5 separate regions of the Mus musculus genome follow, and all the other regions are linked to region 2. Evidence: chromatin contacts called from public HiCAR-type, HiChIP or PLAC-seq and promoter capture Hi-C data. All regions are on one chromosome and are shown on one strand. Each heading gives the region's core, a stretch centred on a gene start, on an enhancer-like site or on the middle of the called end of the contact. The rest is flanking DNA. Distances are from core to core; before and after follow the strand shown.

Evidence for each region. Promoter capture Hi-C pulls out the DNA fragments that hold promoters and counts their contacts. HiCAR-type assays count read pairs that join an accessible place to other places. HiChIP or PLAC-seq counts read pairs in DNA pulled down with a chosen protein or histone mark.
Region 1: a HiCAR-type map of astrocytes shows a contact between it and region 2, with 2.2 times the contacts expected there. The contact joins the enhancer-like site here to the promoter of Pappa in region 2. A contact is called at or near these places in 8 of 39 promoter capture datasets (the 3T3-L1 cell line, 3T3-L1-derived adipocytes, cranial neural crest and 3 more), 4 of 484 Hi-C or Micro-C datasets (Sertoli cells, neural progenitor cells, reprogramming fibroblasts and 1 more), 5 of 115 datasets of contacts at active chromatin or transcription factors (astrocytes, cardiomyocytes, embryonic forebrain and 2 more) and 1 of 9 other capture datasets (embryonic stem cells).
Region 3: a contact with region 2 is called in an H3K27ac HiChIP or PLAC-seq map of the NIH/3T3 cell line, with 5 times the contacts expected there. The contact joins the enhancer-like site here to the promoter of Pappa in region 2. A contact is called at or near these places in 15 of 39 promoter capture datasets (the 3T3-L1 cell line, 3T3-L1-derived adipocytes, the HPC-7 cell line and 10 more), 14 of 484 Hi-C or Micro-C datasets (3T3-L1-derived adipocytes, brown adipocytes, cerebral cortex and 9 more) and 15 of 115 datasets of contacts at active chromatin or transcription factors (the NIH/3T3 cell line, cardiomyocytes, craniofacial prominence and 12 more).
Region 4: a promoter capture Hi-C map of the 3T3-L1 cell line shows a contact between it and region 2, with 7 times the contacts expected there. The contact joins the enhancer-like site here to the promoter of Pappa in region 2. A contact is called at or near these places in 5 of 39 promoter capture datasets (the 3T3-L1 cell line, 3T3-L1-derived adipocytes, embryonic stem cells and 1 more), 1 of 15 datasets of contacts at CTCF or cohesin (the NIH/3T3 cell line), 11 of 484 Hi-C or Micro-C datasets (the C2C12 cell line, adipose-derived mesenchymal stem cells, brown adipocytes and 5 more) and 1 of 9 other capture datasets (embryonic stem cells).
Region 5: an H3K27ac HiChIP or PLAC-seq map of embryonic fibroblasts shows a contact between it and region 2, with 5 times the contacts expected there. The contact joins the enhancer-like site here to the promoter of Pappa in region 2. A contact is called at or near these places in 3 of 39 promoter capture datasets (the 3T3-L1 cell line and hippocampal neurons), 2 of 484 Hi-C or Micro-C datasets (adipose-derived mesenchymal stem cells and embryonic fibroblasts) and 2 of 115 datasets of contacts at active chromatin or transcription factors (craniofacial prominence and embryonic fibroblasts).

What each region holds. Positions count from the first base shown.
Region 1 is chr4:65,419,326-65,422,025 of GRCm38.p6, forward strand. The region is part of intron 20 of Astn2 (astrotactin 2); the gene reads right to left. Among named protein-coding and RNA genes, the nearest start is that of Trim32, 180 kb to the right of the region's middle. Within about 2 kb of position 1,421, at least 93 of the 459 cell types and tissues checked have an H3K27ac peak or open chromatin away from gene starts, as enhancers often do. A contact at or near this core is called in Sertoli cells, astrocytes, embryonic stem cells and 3 more, where this site is marked.
Region 2 is chr4:65,122,845-65,125,544 of GRCm38.p6, forward strand. It overlaps Pappa (pregnancy-associated plasma protein A), which reads left to right and starts at 1,330. Exons shown (of 22, transcript NM_021362.1): 1 at 1,330-2,103. The coding sequence starts at 1,698.
Region 3 is chr4:65,475,913-65,478,612 of GRCm38.p6, forward strand. All of the region lies in intron 19 of Astn2 (astrotactin 2), which reads right to left. Among named protein-coding and RNA genes, the nearest start is that of Trim32, 130 kb to the right of the region's middle. Within about 2 kb of position 1,434, at least 96 of the 459 cell types and tissues checked have an H3K27ac peak or open chromatin away from gene starts, as enhancers often do. A contact at or near this core is called in 3T3-L1-derived adipocytes, the NIH/3T3 cell line, brown adipocytes and 7 more, where this site is marked.
Region 4 is chr4:64,840,212-64,842,911 of GRCm38.p6, forward strand. No RefSeq gene overlaps it. Among named protein-coding and RNA genes, the nearest start is that of Pappa, 280 kb to the right of the region's middle. Within about 2 kb of position 1,395, at least 2 of the 459 cell types and tissues checked have an H3K27ac peak or open chromatin away from gene starts, as enhancers often do.
Region 5 is chr4:64,634,107-64,636,806 of GRCm38.p6, forward strand. No RefSeq gene overlaps it. Among named protein-coding and RNA genes, the nearest start is that of Gm23950, 190 kb to the left of the region's middle. Within about 2 kb of position 1,320, at least 45 of the 459 cell types and tissues checked have an H3K27ac peak or open chromatin away from gene starts, as enhancers often do. A contact at or near this core is called in adipose-derived mesenchymal stem cells and embryonic fibroblasts, where this site is marked.

The sequences.
Region 1 (2,700 bases), core at 171-2,670, 300 kb after region 2:
TCTGTAACTCCTTCTATGGGTGTTTTGTTCCCATTTCTAAGAAAGGGTAAAGTGTCCACACTTTGGTCTTCGTTCTTCTTGAATTTCATGCGTTTGGCAAGTTGTATCTTATATCTTGGGTATCCTAAGTTTCTGGGCTATTTAGTTAGTTATTGGGAACTTGGCCTTGGGAGCCAGTCTGCTGAGTTCAAATCCTAGCTCTGATACTGACCTTTTTCAAGTGTTTTTACATTCTGGGGTTGAATTTTCTCATTTATGAACTGGCAATGATGTCCACATTGAAAGGTCTAGGTAAGGCTAACTTGTGGGAAGAATTTGGAATGGTGTCTAGTGTGTGGAAAGGACATTTTACAAACTTGCATTTCAAACTGTTAATTCTTTTCCTGGGAATCCATAACGACACTAATATGAAATAGAAGCATAATGTCTTGTTTACGGATAAAAATATACCAGAGAAGAACCAGGGGAGATAAAAGAGAAAATTGGGGGTGAAGTCTTGTGGTATAGGCCTAGAACCCGAGTTACTCAGAAGCTGAGGCAGGGGGATAGAAAGTTCACAATATGTTATAGATTGTGTTAAATGCCAGTCTGGACTACTTGAGGAAATACTATTTAAAAAACAAATAAACACAACAAAAAGAGGCTAGCTTAGTAGTTGGGTGTTCCTTGGTCATGAATAAGGCCCTGGGTTCAGTCCTCAGTACCATAATTAAATGAAAAGTCTCAAAATCACACACACACACACACACACACACACACACACAGAGAGAGACAGAGAGACAGAGACAGAGAGACAGACAGAGACAGAGACAGAGAGACACAGAGAGAGACAGAGAGAAGCACAGAAGTCCAGTTTGTTGGTCTACAAAGGGCTAGGAGCAACACACTTCACACTAGCAAAGTTACTTTTGAGACACCACGGGGCCTTGTTCCTTTGGCCTGCCATTGGCTATCTAGATGTTTACCAGGGTACTGAGATTCCTGGAAAATGTTATGATGCTAAGACAGATAATATGGAAAATTTCACAAGATTAAAGCTAAGACAAACACAAAACAAGCCTGTGGGTACCACCTCTACTTTCTTTTCCCTGAGGATATTTTTTGTGGATTTCATACCCATCAAGAAACCAGAAAACCTCCTGTTTATTTCTCCTGTGGCTTCTGAGTGGCTTCCTTACTCTGAGCAGTGCCTCTTCAACCTGTTATGGGGCTTAGATATGATTGAGAAAGAGCAATTTAAGCATACTAATTTCATGGCCTATGATAAGGGTGAGAGGACTTGCATACAGCCCTGGGAAGTTAGACCTCTAGCCCACTCACCCACAACCTGCCCACTGGCAGGACAGCTCCCAGAGCCTTCTGGGCTTGTCCTAATCTGTGAATGTTTCCGAGAAAGAACTACTCACTTCTCCTTTTTCTGGCTAGAGAACCTGATGAAATTCCCTGTAAACAGGGCCTCTCCCTCCCCTTTGCACTGGCCTTGCACATGCTAATGCAAATCACTCCTGACCCAGCCAGGGGTCTATGGGAAGGCTGCCAGGCGCTGGGGAACAAACACGCAAAGAATGTTATTTGATTTCTGGCATCCCAGGGAAAGAGGGCTGAGAGAGGGAAGTTGGGCAGTTAAAGAATGAACTGGGTGGAGAGAGGAAAGGAGACAGGATTATTATGAATGTATACAGGAAAGAAGAGTCATGAACACAGGAAGGAGTCCACATGAATAAAGGGCCTACTGGATGCCAGGAATTGCTATCTGAAACTTTTGACTTACATTGTACGTGTGGGTTTTTTTAAAGTACAATGCATTATTCCTGTTTAACAAATGAAAGCTTAATGCTTTTAATTTTTTTTAATATTTATTTTTTGCTTAAGCCCTGTTTGTTTGCTGCAGGGTCTAATTCTCAGCGCAGAAAGGCCTGACTAGTAGCAATCTGGACTGGGCCTCATTTGTTTTACATTTGTTATTGTCAAGTGGTGGAGCCAAGATTCAAACCCAGAATTTTAATGTTCAAATCTTGACCCTGAACATCTTCACAAGGCTTCGTGATTAGTTATTCTTTGTCATACTTCCAAAGGAAACTCTGACCACCTCTATCCCACATCTTGTGATTCCCACCATCTGTCTCTTGCCTTCCATCAGCTGACACAGATCTAGTGGCAGAGTAATTGCCTCTTATCAGAACTATTATAAACACACTTGGCTACTCTCCTCAGCATCAGTCATATACCACAGATATATCTCTCAGTCATATATCTCAGTCATATACCACAGATATATCTCTTAAATCCAAATCTCCCTTCTCGCTCTTGCCCAGAATCCACCACTGGTTCCCTAGCCTGCATCATAGGGCTTTATCCGAACTGCCTCTCCAACCTTGTTAATTATCTGCTTCTACTATCTTCAACTTTCTATCGTCTTCCACATGGAACTCTTTCAATATATCATCTCTTTCTGCAGCTGTTTCAACCATTTCTTCTACTGAGGAAGTAAACTTCCCTATTCTAAATGTTCAGTGCTACCAAAACCAAGCTCAAAGCCTCCTCTTCCAAGGACCACTAGATGACGAAGATTAGAGCTTCCCCAGAAGTCCCATGCTTTCACCTGGAACCAATCCTCCCTTGTTAATTATCTTGTTGCAAGTTTGACTCTAACACCAGATGAAGCTAATTCAGCAATAGCCATAGGACCTCAAAGTCCAT
Region 2 (2,700 bases), core at 80-2,579:
CACCTCAGTTTTCCACCATAAATTCTACCTGGAATGACATCTTTTTATAGAGATACTATTTGGACAGGCTAGCAAAGAACTAATAAATTTAAACCACCATGGCTAACCCATTTTGACTTATTAAACACTCGAGGGAAAGAGAGCTGTTTTGCCATAAGGGGGAGCTTTTGAGTTCCATAAAGAGGGGGAAAGGAATGAATATATATATATATATATTTCAGTTCAAAACGTAGAGCCACAGGGGCAGCAGACTGTTACCTGCTTACCTGTGCTTGGCCAACATTAGGAGAACTTGGATTGTTTTTAAGCTGAAATTGGGTAAATTCATATTTTCCTACCATTTATATTCAACAAAAAGTATATCTAACAGTCAACTGAATGATGTAGGATTGTTCAGGGGCAATGATGGGGGACATAGCACTGGTCCACTGTATCTCCAAGGGAGATGCCCTGCAAACAGTTCTCTGATGCTCTGTTCAATCTATACGGATTTGGGAATTGACTTTGGTATGCTGAAGCGCGAAGGTTAGCATTGGGGTCTCAGGGAAGAGAGAACCAACTTACTACAGTATAACTTTAAGAAAATGTGGTGAGAGGAGAAGGAGAAAGGCAAAAGAGACAGAGAGAGCAAGGAGGAGAAAAATGGGAGAGGGAGGTGAAGGGAGGGGGACAGAGAACAAGAAGAAAAGTGGGAGAATGAAAGAAAGAGGGAGGGAGGCAGAGAAGATGAAAAAGAATCTGAAAATCAAGTTTCAACGCTTTGTGTATTGTGAAAAGAGAGACATGTAACAGCAAAGGGCAAATGAGACCCTGAAAGACAGATTTTTCTCTCCCGCCACGAGGCAAAATAAAAAATAAAAATAAGGGGCGGGGGTAAAGGGAGCAAAGCAAAACAAAACAAACCAGAACGTGTGTTTTGAGTCGGAATGCGAAGAGCAGGGAGGACCGTAAGGGGGTGTGTACAGAATTTCATTAAATTGTTACTTTAAGATTGTCTTCTTAAAAACAGAAGAAGTAGAAGAAGAAAGAGGGGGTGGAGAAGCTGAACCGAAGGAAAGGAGACAAACGGCAAAGTAGAGGAAGGCTGGGTGGATCGGCCTCTCCAAACCGATTGATTGGTCATGATCCCCGCAGTTTGAACAGGGACTCATTCAATTGGGAAGGTGGAGTGCTGGCGAACAGATTAGCACACGCTTGTTTACTCGTCTTCTAAGGGATTTTTTCCCCCTCTTTCCTTTCATTTCGTGAAGAAGGAGGGAGGGGAGGGGGCGGGGGGGAGAAGGGGGCTGTGGCTTGTGTTATAAAGGACGCAAAAAATAAATAAATGAGAGCATCTTGGGGGGAGGGAGGGAATTCAGCCGACCAGTGTGTTAGAGGAGATTTTTTTTAAGAGCTAGAAATATATAAAATAAAATGAAATAAAACAAGGAGGAAGGCATCCAGCTGTTAGAAGGGGGGATAAGGCAGATAAAGGAGCGGGGAGAGAAATTAATTGCCAACCAGGAGGAGTTGGACTGTATTTTTGAAAGGTGGGGGGAGTGGAGCACACACCTTGAGGAGGAAAGCGAGAAAGAAAAGAAAAAAGCAAGTGGAAGGGGGGCTCGCACGAGAAAGGAGGCAAATAGTAGTGCGAGCTAAAGCTGGCAGCTCCGGGCGGCGGTGCAGGGGCGCAGGGGGGGCGGGGGGGACCGTCGGACATGCGGCTCTGGAGTTGGGTGCTGCGCCTGGGGCTGCTGAGCGCCGCGCTGGGCTGCGGGCTGGCCGAGCGCCCCCGCCGGGTCCGAAGAGACCCTCGGGCCGTGCGCCCCCCGCGCCCCGCCGCTGGACCGGCCACCTGCGCCACCCGGGCGGCCCGCGGTCGCCGCGCCTCGCCGCCGCCGCCTCCGGGCGGTGCCTGGGAAGCCGTGCGCGTCCCCCGGCGGCGGCAGCAGCGGGCGGCGAGGGGCGCCGAGGAGCCGAGCCCGCCTAGCCGGGCGCTCTATTTCAGCGGGCGAGGGGAGCAGCTGCGCCTCCGGGCCGACCTGGAGCTACCCCGCGACGCCTTTACACTGCAAGTGTGGCTGCGAGCCGAGGGTGGCCAGAAGTCTCCAGCAGTGATCACAGGTAAGGAGAAAGGGGTCCCCCCTGTCTGGCGGACCACCCTGCGGGTCTCTGCAGGCCCCTCCTGGGTTCTTGCGGATGTCTGGGGTGCAGGTGGCGGGTGGGTCTGCGGGAGCCGTCCCGGGAGCAGCACAGGGAGTAAGGAAGAGAGACTCTCTTTAACCCATCTGCGGAATGGGCGCGCTGAGAAAGGATGCTGCCCGGCCTCTGGGGAGCTGCACTCGGGAGCTCCTCGCCGGTCCAAGACCAGGAGCTAGGGATATAGCTGATCCCCCGGGAACCCAGAATACTTAAGTGGTGCTGGGGATGTACAGAGAGACTCTGTCCGGGTATGGGAGAAAAGGGTACAGGACCCAGATGGGTTGCGTGTGAAAGAAGTGTAGGAAACGGTTCATTTCTCTTTACTTTTCCATAGACGCAATTCTCCAGTAGCCTGGCTACCCTCAAAGTAGGCATGGGGCAGGTAGTTTTGATTGCCAGACTTAGAAGTCCTATAACTACCCCAAAGTTGCTCTCTGCCCGAAGCTTGCCTCTGGGAACCACCACCACCACCATAGCCACCCACACTGCCTCTCTGGGTCCTTGCTTTTAAAGCCCGTT
Region 3 (2,700 bases), core at 184-2,683, 350 kb after region 2:
GATCCCAACTGTGGTATCTTCCCACCATGTCCAATATCTCTAGGAAGAAGGCTTGGAGGTTGGAGACACCTGAGAGGGTCTGTGTGGAAGCAGGTCTGGGTGCAGTCATTTACTAAGCTGCCACCCAGGCTGAGATCTGGCCCCACATTCCCTCCCCTGTAGGCATTAGCTTCTATGTGTGGTGCATTCTCTCTGGAGGCCTGCTGGCAGCATCTGTGGGAGGCATGCACTCCTGACTCACACACCTCCCCTCAGCTCCCCCACCCCCTTGCACGCTGCCCACCTGTCTCTGGTCTTGCTTCTGGCAGCCCCACTTTGTCTCCAAGAAGAGCAGCAAACCTGCGTCCTTAGGTGCTCTCCTCTGAGCTCCCCAACTCCAGGATGCAGCCAACAAAAGCCAAAGAACTCTTGTTTGTTTTCTAAGCCAGAGCCAGCAGTGATTCCCGGAAGGCCCTGCCTGGCTTAATGGGGCTGTGTTTGGGGCTCTCCTCTAACGCCAGGCCCTGGCAGAGGCAGGAGGCTGCTCTCCTGAGGCCCTGGCATTTGCTTAAGGTGATTCAGATGTGGGGCCAAGGGGACAGAGATGGCAAGAGGATTGGTTCTAGTTCTGTCCACACTGACTCATTCTGGATATGACCCTTTACCTCTTTTGGGCCGCAGTGTCCTTGTCTCTTTGCCCTTAACAAAAGGCAGCTGTTTGTAAAGGGATGCTTCTTTACCTTAATATATAGGATAATCAGCTGAGGGAGCTTTAAAAAAATATCCTACAGCCTGGGACACTCTCCGGAAAGTTCTCATCAAATTGGTCTGGTATGGGGAGGCAGGGTATTCAGACATTATAACAACTTTAGAGGAGTTTTAGTAAGCAGCTAAACGCTGAGATCCCTATGAACGATCCCATTTAAAAATCCATTTTTAAAAGTACAGTTGGAATAGACAATGCTGGGAGAAATGCTGATGGGCCCTTGTCTTTGTAACACCTTTGAATCACACTATTTTCCTGGGGAATTGGAGGAATTAAGGCACAAAGGAAATGAGTTTGAAAGGACCTAGACACCCCCTGATGTTCTAAGTAGGTCTCCTGAATCACACTGCCAATAAGAAAACATGGAAAAGAAAAGGTTTCAAAGGAATAACAGAATGATGTAGGGAAAAAAGGAAAAGTAGAGTAAAAGAAACCAAACGACACCAAGCAGAAGAAAGCAAAAGAAAATGGGAAATAAGGGGAGGGAGGGTAAGGGTACAGGAGGAAGGGGGGATGGAACCCACAGCAGGGGCATGAATAGCTCAGATCATTCCCAGCGAGACAAGGCAGCATTGAACCACACTTGGCTGTACAGGCAGTTTTCAGATAGTGAAAGCAAGGGAGAACTTCCATCCCAACTGGGGCCCCAAGCTTAGAGCTGGAGCCCGTGCCTGCGCCTGCGCTTGTGTGGGGGCAGTCTGACTCACAGCTGCTGCCTCGCCCTGTGTCCAGCTTCTTGCTCAATCCAGGCAGCAGGAGGGAGAGATGCCCTTTTTCAAGATGACTCCTGCAGCGAGGGCCCTGTGACCTTTCCAAAGTTGTGTGGCTAGGAGTAGAAACAAGATCAGGAGACCCCATAATCCTGCCCTGGCAAACAACTGAACAGTTCATAAAGAGGCCGGTGCTTGTCTGCCTTCAGGCCTTTGTTTTAATCCCATCTCTACTGTAGTCTCCTCCCTGGGACACCTTACCTAACATGGCATTCAAATCTTGCTGTAGTATCTCTGTGGTAATTATTTACATTAGTTTTTACACGTCCTGTAATGTCATGTGCTTGTGCTATCTGAATAGAGACTCCCTAACTCCCACCTTTGCTTATCATGTGGCTAATTACCCTACACAACTGGACCTATAGACATCATTCACACACACACACACACACACACACACACACACACACACACACACACACGGGGGTCGGGGGGAAGAAGAGAGGCAGGGACAGACAGACACAGGCAGAGACACACACATAAACAGAGAAAGAGACAGAGACAAAGACAGAGAGAGACAAAGACAGAGACAGAGACAGAGAGACAGAGACAGACAGAGACAGAGAGAATGAGAGAGAATAAACCAGTTAGGGCTAGTCCCAAAAAATCCTGATTGAGTAACTTTGGAGTCAGCACAGTCATCTCCATTATTAACATGCTCCCCATGATGATGCAGATATAAATGGACCACACACTGCAAAACACTTTGGTACTTTAACCTAAATCGGCTTTCTTTCACTCCAACCTCATGTATTCCCCCCCCCCATTCATGTTTTACTGAAAACACAGGATAAATTGATCCCCTCTTCTTTGCTCTACCATCACCAATAATTTCTACTTAATATTTCATGTGGTCTCTGATTAGAAGGATCAACTTTGTCTTCCATAAAACCAACCCTTGTCTATGAGCTCCATCTCTTTGAAGTCCTCCCTGCTCTTGACTCTTCTGGGATTTAGTTCTTATAGCGTGCTATGCTATCTCTTTGCCTCTGGAATTGCTTCCTCTTATTCTCTTGTCAATTTGGGGCAATGTCCATGAATCCATGTTTCACCCTTTGTCCATTCTCCTGCAGCAGCATCTACATGAGGATACTCTTAACAACAAAGTTCTAAGGATTCTGCTCCTCACTAACTGCCCATCCCCACCACGGCCCTTCTACTTTAGTTCTCACTTCTCCCAAGAAT
Region 4 (2,700 bases), core at 145-2,644, 280 kb before region 2:
CTGGACTTTGCTTTAGCTGGAAAAGAAGCTTCCACAACTGGCCCTATAGGCTGAGATACCCCACCATTCTCAGTCAGTCCCAGTGATTCTGGCATTTGTTTAATCCAAAGTCAACTATACTCTACCACACTCCTCTTTTTCAATCACAATCCATTTCTGTATTAATTCCAATGTTGATTTTCCTCTTTACTTCTGAATTATTATTATGTGTCCTAAACTAAAAGTTAAGCAATGATAACTGTATGCCATGTTATGGGTAGTTAATAAATACTTGCTGAAAGCATAAATAAGCAAATAAATTAATGATTAAATAAATAATGCATAAAAAGGTGAAGTATAAGAGTCACTACAAACATCTTACCTCTGTGAAACCACTCTGATGCCTCTATATATACTCCTCACACTTACCAGCCATCACATTTCCAGGAAAATCTGCATGAAAAGCTATGCACCAGTCTGTACACCTGAGCATGATGGAAAGAACTTAACACACTGAAATATGACAGGCACAGGAGAGGACATTGAGAAAGGTTGGATTTCTGGATTTCATCTTACTATACTTTCTTGGGTTTTAACAGACTTTAGTCACTTCCCAAGAGAACCACGGTTATGGATATCTTCACAAATGCTGTACACATAGTGAATGCAATGTAAATAATTGATATTTGGAAAGCTTCCAAAAATTAAAGTAACTGTAGAAAGTCTAAACCAACCTCACAAGTTGTTCTGTTCTTTTCTTGTCTCTTCTGCGCTGCCTGATTTTTATGTTACTATTTGTATTTTATTTAATTGCAATCTATCATATTCTTTACTATTCACATTTTCCAAGTGGTACTTTAAGCTAAAAACTATTAAGGTTTATGATAGAAGCAGGAAATAATTTGTGCCTTCAGTATCTTGTTACAAGAGACTATATGTAGAAAGGAAAAAAACAAAAAAACAAACAAACAAAAAAACAAGAACAATCTTCAAGCATTACCATGTCTATTCTATTTAACCTATTGCAATGCTCATATGTACAAAGAAGAATATCTTCCACAATGTCAAAATATGTTCTGGGTGAATGAAAAACATAAGCTCTGGTTAGAAAGATGAGTAAGACTTAGAAAAGATTACAAACATCTTTATTTGACACAGTCAGAATGGTACATGGAGGGTGATGGATGGTTAGAATATGGTGATATCTTCAAGAATTTGTGGTTAACATCATTTTCTAGCCTAAACAAAAGGAAAGGACCACTTCTTCTCAATGATTTGCCAGACATCCTTTGTTTTTTCAAAGTTTAATCAATCATATGAAGAAATAAGAGTAGGTGGAGAAATTGTGAGATCCATAGACAGTGAATAACTGTAAGAAAATAGCTTTTGACACTGTGCTGTAGCAATATGAGCTCTCTGCAGTTGCAACAGCATGCATGAGATCTGCACAAACTCAATCCAGACAGAATCACAGAGAGCAAGCAGAGTAGGGAACCTGAAGCAACATCACTAACCAAGGTAGTATTGGCAGTTGAGAGCTTCTGGGAGAGGGGACTAATTGTCTTTAAGGGTGTGACTCCTGGTAGGTCAACTACATTCTAGTGAAAGTCTTTTTGTAGAAAAAGAAGATAAAAATTTGGGTGGCTAGGGAAGGGGATCTGGGAGGAGTTGGAGGAGGGGCAGTGTATTTAAATAAAATATATTTCAAGGTTTGCACAAAATCAAATACAAATAGGAGAAAAAATAAAATTGGAAGTCCTATTATATACAATGGAAATATTTAGTTAAAGGAACTAATTCAAAATGGAAGGCATTCTTTATTACTCAGAATTTCCATGTATTTTGATTATAACTCCTCAATAATGCAATGTCCTTGAGTGTAGTGATGATATCTTAGTTGTTGTCCTAGCCATCATATACATATATTTCTGAAAACACTTTGCCATGTTTTAAACATTATTGCAAGAGAGAACTTATATGCTGAACATATAAAAAAACATGATGATTATTGCATGAACATGAAAGCGTTTCAGGATGCACGGGTAGTGGCTGATAGATATAGATGGAGACTTTGAAATCAAAACTAGAGATATCATCATTCTTCCCTTGGTGATTCATGGGACATGTAGGCAGAATATCAGTAAGAATGCAAGAAACTCAAACAACACTACTAATGAATTAGTTCCAACTGACATTTATAGAGCATGCCACCCAACCACAGCAAATTTATTCATGTATACTTGGTCTGTTTGCCAAGATAAACCATTTTCTCAACAACAAAAAAAGACCAATAAATTTAAAATGGTTGCAGGAGGTAAAAACAAGGACACACTGAACCCTTATCTCAAATATAAACTCATTATACTTGCATTATGTCATTAAAATTTTAAAATTAATATTGTAGGAGTTTAAATTGTTGTCCTATTAACTCACTGTGCAACTCCTGCCAAGATTCAATTTGTACTTTAAATGTAGATATCCCAAATATAAGTATATGTATTTAAGTAGATGTTTCTCTAAACCCTTTCCACTATTATTCATAAAAGCAATACCTATTATGCATGTGCATATTCAGCACACACATACACACAAAGAGAGAAAGATTTTTAAAATCTTAAATTAATTTTAAAGGAATCTGTCTTATTTATGGAATATTTGATGGTTTTCTTTTATATTTTATATTTTATTTTATATTATTAGCATTAAAATATGCCTTATTCC
Region 5 (2,700 bases), core at 70-2,569, 490 kb before region 2:
ACCTAGGACAATGAAAAATCCATTTTCATGGAGTTTCTGATTTGAGTGAAAATACATCAAAAAGATACAAACCAACCGTCAGGAACATTATAATTTCTAATGATGGTAAGGAAGGAAAGGGCAGCAGAGTAAGAAACTGATGCAAAATTAGTGTTTGTGTGACTGGGCAGTCAGAGAAGCCCTGTAGAGGTCAAGAAGTTTGAGCTGAAAAGGGTCCAAGCAAGAAGGACATAACCACTCAGTGTATTAGAGGCAGAGCTTCTCAACACATTCAAGGAAAAGCTCAGGAAATGCCTTGAACTGACATATGTATGTGATCACAGCATCGATGCCATGTGTGTGGGACTGAGCGACGTACTAGAGAGATCACTGTACAATGACTGAAGTGGAGAAATACCAGGTCACTTATAGCATCATTAGACATGCTGAGGAGTTTGAAACCCAGTGACTTGAAGGTTTTAGAAAAGAAATGGAATGTGATTCCTTTAGAAGATAAATGTTTTTGAAAGTCATCTTTAACCATTTTGGGGATTAGGTTAGAAAGCTGATAAGGAAAGTGTTAGAGAGAAGGCTTCCTGAGAGCTAAGGATGCTTTAAGTCTGAGTGATATTAACATTGATAAAACTGGAAGGGAGAAAAGAGGACAAAATATCGAAGAGGCAGTGGTTACTAGTGAACTGAATATGGCAGGGCTAAATGAAACAGAAATTAACATTTACTTTGTTCAGAGCAATTAGGTGAATACCACAGTGAAGACATCACATAGGGTAGGGAACTGGAGAAGGAAGGAGGTATGAGTGTTATCTTCCCTCTGATTAATCAGGAATATTGCCTATCATTTGAAAATGTCAGTATTTTTCATTTTGCAAAAAAGGCATAGTTTTGCATATTTTACTCCACTAAGCACTCTTCTATTTCCAAACAGAACCAGGATGGACACAGAGTGAGCCTTAAATCGGATTATTGCTTAAAGTATGACAGTAAGGCAGGGCTATGTTGCCAGAAACATTGGGGTTTATGACCATAGCACCAAATGCATGTAATGACCCTGCAGAGGACATATTGTTTCAACTTTACAGAAAAGCCAACTAATGCCAAAGCAGAGCAAAATTAGCCACCCAAGGAATCTGTGACATCTAATGATGTGCTACTCATGAAAGCCATCTACCCGAGGTACCTGTGACCTGTAGGGATGTGCTAATCATGAAAGCCGGGATCCTGACTTCCTGGGATCCTGGTTCCAGGGCTTGTTAATATAGTCACAAACCTGGAAGCATGGCCTATGCATAAACCCCAGAGGATTTTTTTCTCCATAGTTTTACAGTGGCCAGACTCTGACTCATGGAGGGAGAATCAGTGTCCTCATTATGTAGCAAATTCCATGAGCACACACCAAGTGTTGTTTTCTCTAAAAGACTTAAAGTAGCTTCCTCTCTGTCTCCTTCAATCAACACTTGCAGAACTGTGCTCAGGTTAAGGGAGTTCTGCTTGGTTTTTGTATAGACTCTTTGATATGCCCAAACTTCAATGGTTTTTGTTCAATCCCTGGAACCTCAGGCACAGCCAACCCACATGTGGTGGGAAGTGAGGGGAGAGGGAAAGAGGAATGTGAGGGAGACACAAACACAGCACAATGTTTTCTTTCTGAGAAACTTCATCAAGGCTCCAGTTCCAGTGACCTCACCTTTAAGCAATGCCAGCTCCTTTGCTTTAAATCAAAGTTGACTTGTGGTGGTGGTTCACATATTTGGAGACTTACAAGCCTACTGCTTCTGATGTTGCAAAGGGAAATCCTGAGGGCTAATATCTGGCCTTTAAGATCACAGTGGCTGATGATCTTGATATCTTCCATGTTTCACACTGAGACACAGAGGAAAGGTTTGCATGGAAGATGAAACTGTAGATGTGGCAAGCAACATTGAAACTGGGGCATTTAAGGGCATGCATCAGTGAGTGGACAGTCTGCATTCCCTTTCCTATGTATTAAAACTAAATCATAATAACAGGCTCTTTATTTAACTTCCTACTGTAATTCTTGCACCCTGAATTTACATGGTTTCCAAAAGTACTTTATATAAATTTCCTACCCAAATCCTTCCAAGTCTTATTCATCTCAAATAGAACATAATCCATGTATTGTTTGTAGTTGGATCATTTGTAGTCTGATCTCTGGCTATATCCATTATCGATTTCATGGCTACTTCTAGTGCTCATCTCTGAGCAAACGATTCTTACATCCTTGCTATTCCTGAAACCTATCCGACACTCTCAGATTCATGGTTACTAGTGTTGCTCTCTTCTTTAAGCAAACAAAAGGCTCTTTACACTAGAATATTAAAGCTTGTTTATTCATAGTTTTTAAAGTGTTTTCCCTCAAATACCCTCATATTCATGGATAAGAGTATTTCTCTAAGACATAGAAATTCTTCAAATCAGATTGGAGTATGTAAGACCATGAGACTGACTCAATTTTAAAAGAAAAAGACAGAGAGAGAGAGAGAGAGAGAGGAAGAAAGAAAGAAAGAAAGAAAGAAAGAAAGAAAGAAAGAAAGAAAGAAAGAGAAAGAAAGAACATGGTGATTAATTGTTTGTGTATATCCAGCTACTTAGTCAAACATCATTATGGGCTTTTCTGTGATGGTATTTTTGGATAAGATTAACATATGAATCAGTGGATTGAGTAAAGAAATTATTCTCTCT